2 separate regions of the Lactuca sativa genome follow, and region 1 is linked to region 2. A link is a contact called in public Hi-C data. All regions are on one chromosome and are shown on one strand. Each heading gives the region's core, a stretch centred on a gene start, on an enhancer-like site or on the middle of the called end of the contact. The rest is flanking DNA. Distances are from core to core; before and after follow the strand shown.

What was found. Hi-C and Micro-C count contacts between places; a contact is called where the count stands out from the background.
Region 1: a contact with region 2 is called in a Hi-C map of leaf, with 4 times the contacts expected there. The contact joins the promoter of LOC111893145 here to the promoter of LOC111893143 in region 2. A contact is called at or near these places in 2 of 4 Hi-C or Micro-C datasets (leaf and seed).

The regions. Positions count from the first base shown.
Region 1 is chr4:265,622,847-265,625,546 of Lsat_Salinas_v11, forward strand. LOC111893145 reads right to left here and starts at 1,400. Exons shown (of 4, transcript XM_023889212.3): 1 at 1,228-1,400; 2 at 445-550; 3 at 291-347; 4 at 1-99. The coding sequence starts at 1,340. The coding sequence ends at 333.
Region 2 is chr4:265,435,880-265,438,589 of Lsat_Salinas_v11, forward strand. It overlaps LOC111893143 (protein NPGR1), which reads left to right and starts at 1,345. Exons shown (of 6, transcript XM_023889211.2): 1 at 1,345-1,558; 2 at 2,068-2,372; 3 at 2,483-2,710. The coding sequence starts at 2,172.

The DNA of each region.
Region 1 (2,700 bases), core at 150-2,649, 190 kb after region 2:
ATCTTCTATCTTTTTTGCACATAATTATTTCAAGAGATAACTTTCACAATAAACAGCTTCTCTTCACTGATTCCATCTTTCCACTTCTTTATTACGATCCTACAAACAATTTATCCACATAAAAAAATCAATGAGTTCCAATTATTAACATATGCCATTAAGTTTTAGACAATGTCTAGTCCTATGCCGTGCCACCTAAGCTTTTTTTTTTATTAATACTGTTTGCCACATCAGCATTTTTTTATATACGTGGCATATGCCAGATAAACAGAAGCAAAAAGGTGACTTACAAATACATGTGGTGGCGAACGTTATGTTTACAAAAGCTATGGTTATCCCATCTGCCACTGCACCCACAAAATAATTTATATGATCAGAACCGAAGTCAATAAGATAAAAATTACGCAAAAAGACGATAATGCCCTTCTTATATGTAAAATATACCTTGAGAGTTGGTTCGCCTTTGTTAGGGTTTGAAGCCTGTTTTGCAGCTGCTTGCATCTGAGCTCGTGCAGCTCTACCTGCAGCTGATTGTGCAAATTGTTCTTGCCTAAAAATTCAGTCATGAAAATATCATCATTGAGATGCTCCAATCTTTCTAACAAAAGAAGCATTTTGACATTTGAGATAAAAGAAGGGTAGGAGTTTCCAAATTAAAAAGCAACAAAATAAACATATTTGGCACTCAAAAGTCACAAAATTTGCAAAAATGGAAGTACTATTGTTTTATAACCTTATGACAATGTAAACTTTGTAATGGAATTCATACAGTCGCCTGCAAACATGTATAGAATACCAAGATTTTTGCAAACTCTATCCCTATTCCGTAGTTCCTCTGATTAGAAAAATTGGAGATGCCCTTTTGATTATTATAGACACTCAAAATTAGAATGGACTGATCCTGGAGTTCAATTTAGAGATGGAAACAGTGAACTGAAATATATTTTTTAGGAAGTTAGCATTTAGAAAGAACTTGATGTCGAATTTTAGAAAACATTCAATCGAGTTAACTTAAAAGTTGTCTCCTTTATCGCGAACGTCAAAGTAACCATTGATCCTACATCAAACTACAAAAACAATCCTAGAGCTAAAAACAAGCACAATTGACTGAAATTGCAAACAATCAAATCAAAAGAGCTAAGAAAAACGAAGGTATGTTCTAACAAAGAACGATCACAGATTCTGAAGAAGGAATAAACGGGTTGAAATTAAACGAAAGAGAATTACCTTTTCTCGGCGGCTTCAGCAGCTTTAGCTCGAGCTTCTTCAGAAGCCCTGCGTTCTTCCTCCAATCTTTCCTCTCTCGCTAACCCTCCATCGAAGCAACCGAAGCAACCCATCTCTTTCTCTTTCTCTTTCTCTTTCCCCCAAAGAAAATGTCGCCTTTTCCTGTTTCAATTTGGATCCCCCATATAGAAAACAAAATCATTTCAGTTTTCAGTTGTTAAGTCCCTTCATCTTTTATACAATTTCAATTTCAGTCCTTCTAGTTATAAACATTAGTATATTTATCTAATGATCAAACTTTAATATGCGATGAAAGTATATTGCTTCAAAGAGATTGAAAAATATCCAAATTATACTACGTAAACATGGTCAATGAAGCCATTTCAAGTTTTACTATTGCTAATTTGCTATACATAAAGTATTTAGAGTTTTAGAAATATATGTAAAGAGATATGATATGATTTGCATTACATTAATACCGTTTTTAAATTTTGCGCCATCAATATCATGTGACATAACAAACACATTGTTAATGTTGCTAAGATATTAAAAAAAATACACATATGTGACCTGTACACTTTATATATGTTTAAATAGACATCACTTTTTCAACAGGAGGAGCTTAAACATGATCCACAAACTTCATACAAATCGACAACCATTACACAAAGAACACCATGCATACATATCAAGATATTTCTAGATCTGGAGATGTAAAAAGAATTGAGTCCGGGATCTAAAGGTCCAATATGATTAAAAAAAACTTTAGCGGATGCATATGTATACCTCATTTGCTGACGAGTCGTCCATGATTTTTTCCATGATGGAATATGTTGAAAGCCTGGATCTTGCTGATGATGTTGGTATCAAATTATCAATGAGTGAATTTGTTAATATACTAAACAAATGTTATTAAAAAATTTAAAACATTGTGTTTAAAAACGAGTCTTCATATTTACTATGTATTTGTAACCATCATAAAATATTGGTTGAATTATTTTTTATTTATAAAATTCTTTTATATTTTCACCTTAAATATTTGACTACTAGTCATTTATTTTTAAATAAACCTATAGATAAAGTCATATAAAGTCAAATGAATCATTTATTTTAATGGGAAGGGAGTGGTATTAAATATTAAAATACTCCCGGACTGATTAGCAAAAGAAAACCTAAAAAGGGTCTCTTTGTCTTTTTAGTCAAATTCAACGGCCTTCATGGTAACTACTACTATCATGCTTGAGAAACTTATTGGTGTTTGACTTAAAAAAGTCAACATGTGAGAACACAAGCACACGACACACGTACACGACCTCTCTATGCTCCTGAATTCCATTCCAGCAAGCTTAGAAATTACGTTGCTTGTGGATCGCTTCTCATACAGTCATTTGTCACTAAGGGTTTCTCTCTACCTCTCCAGCGAGTAAAATCGATTATGAAGAACATTAAGAGAAATGAAGAAAGGAAAACGGT
Region 2 (2,710 bases), core at 95-2,594:
ACACAAACCCCTTCCATTTCTTGATGAAACTCCAACATGAAAGCTTCAACATAAATTACCCAAAATCCCACATTTCATGTCCAAGAGCTCTGATGGGTGTCTATAACCCTTAGGTCCGACGAGAAAGGTGTTTGAAAACTTATGCCTGACGAGAAAGGCAACGACTTCGGTGTTTGGGAGGGTTTTGTGGTAATTTTGAATATGTCATGATTCAACCACTGTCGATCTCTTAAGATTCAAACCTGGTAAACCCTAATGCAATATGAAATCAAATTCGAATATGAAATTGATTTTAAGGGTGAAATCGAACCATGAATGTCTTTTGTTTATCTCAGAGGGCTCGATTAATAGGTGTGTGTATGTGTGCGTTTTTGATTGTAGCTTTCAAGGATCATCTTCTTCTCATTCGTTTCAAAAATCTTGTGAGTTTGTGTTTTAGAGATTTTCAAATTCATCCGTTTTAGAAGAATTCAACCACCTGAGTAATGTCATGCTCCCTTTGTTTTGTGTTCTTGGTCTTCATTCCTTTTGATCTTTGTATAAATCAAGAAGTGTCTTTTGATTTTTCTCTGACTAGAATGATTCCAGAACTACATTTGGCTAGGTTCGGTAGGTTTGTGTAAGTCTAATGATACGCCGATCCTTGTAGCATCTTTTTCGATGAAGTTGATGTGGTAAAAGGAAATGTGTGTGTATATGTGTTTGAAGGAGACGAAGAAGAGAAGGATGAGAAATGCTTGTGGACTCTTGAATAAGATTGAAGGCATCGAGAGATCTGCTCATTTTGTAAACGAATTGTGTGATTCATTATAGTTTCCATTGGCAGAAGAACCAGAACCAGATGTGAGAAGGAGGGTGGAAGAAGTAGAGATGACGTCTAGAGCAATTAAGAAAGGTCTCGATCCAATTTTGACTTTTTCAGTCAAACATTGTTCACTCATCCATCCATACAAGATCTGGAGAGAGAGAGAGGTGGGACCCTTTACTATTAAATAATTATATATATATATATATATATATATATATATATATATATATATATATATATATATATATATATATATATATATATATATTTAAAGTTAAGGTAAAACTTCATAAATGGTCACTGTAGAAGTGAAATAACAGAATTGCCCTTTACTTAACGGCCAAAAGCTAACGAAGTTTACGAAAAGGGCCATTTGTTAAAAGTTTTGAAACCACATGGACCATCTGTGATGTTTTTATAAATTAGGGACTAAACTTCAGATTTCAAAAACCATAGGGACCATTTTTGAAGTTTTGTCTTTTTTTTAATATTAAACAGAGAATCCAATAAATTTTGAAACTAGAAACTGAAATCGACCATTGAGGGAACACTAGAGTAGCAGTGGTACGACCCTTCCCCACTTTCTTCCCCATACCAACCACATGTTACAATCACTCTCAATCATACTCAAAAACTAATTATCTCAGATCTCTTTATCACTTCATCTTCTTCATTTCACGATTCGTGTTACTAATGTCAAAGCCTACTCATAATTGTTGTCATCTTAACCTCAAGGAAACCAGGAAACCAGTAAGATGAAGCTCCTTTAAATGTGTTTTCATGTATATTAACACACAGTTAAAGCACTAGAAAATCACGTCGTTAATGGTGATTTACGTGGGTGGTACTTCCTAAGCTCTAGCCAACTCTTGTTTCTCTCGCTCGTCCCGTCATTTCGGGCTTTGTTTGTTTTCTAGCAACTTTGTCACTTTCTGTTAGTCGTTTTCCTTCATCATCTCTATTCTTCCTCCAATTCCTTCTGTTCTGTCTAGTCTTCACATTTTTCTAAACGTTTTCCTGTTTCGTGCGTTGTTTCTAAGTATTAATTTGCTGCAGGACTTGTTAGTTTCTGCAATCTATCAGATCTCCATTGTTGTTTTACTGCCCTAGACTACAATTTTTTCTGATCCAAGCTTATATGACACGAATTAGGTGCATTATTCATTCCAGTCCCAAATGTGTTTATGTAAATGCCAACATGAACTATGAGATGTAAATTGCTTTACGCTGAAAAATTTCTGTGTGCAATTGATTTTCAGGTGGAACAAATGAGCGAATTGGGACGTTACATTCGTAAATAGTTTCATATAACAAGCGGAAACCAATTCATTCCAAACATCGATAGAACAGATAAAGCTGAAATATGTTGTGTGCTTGTTCGGGAGAGCAATTTAAGGTAGAAGAGCCAATTTCTCGGTCACCGGAATCATTGGCTACAAGGGATTTCTCAGCTAGTGGAATTTCCTCTCGAACTGGCACTGGAGATTGGGATTCAAAATTCGAAGATGCTCAAGTGGATGAAGCTGAATCCACCCTTAAAGAAGCCCTTTCGCTGAACTATGAGGTGAAATTATCTCTTCAATTTTATGTTTCAGATTCCCTTATACTAGCTATTTTTGTGTGGAATTGAGTAAAAATGTGTGTATATGAATGACATGTTACATGAAACTGAAGGAAGCCAGAGCTTTGTTGGGTAGACTTGAGTACCAGAGAGGCAATTTTGATGCTGCACTTCAAGTTTTCTATGGAATCGACATCAGAAGCTTGTCTCCAAGGATGATTAGGGCGATTAGTGACAGAACCCTGCAACGAAATTCCAAGGCCAAAAGGGAAAATAGTGTGGTAGGTGTGATGTCCCTTCATTCTGTGAGTCTGCTTCTTGAAGCGATCCTACTTAAAGCA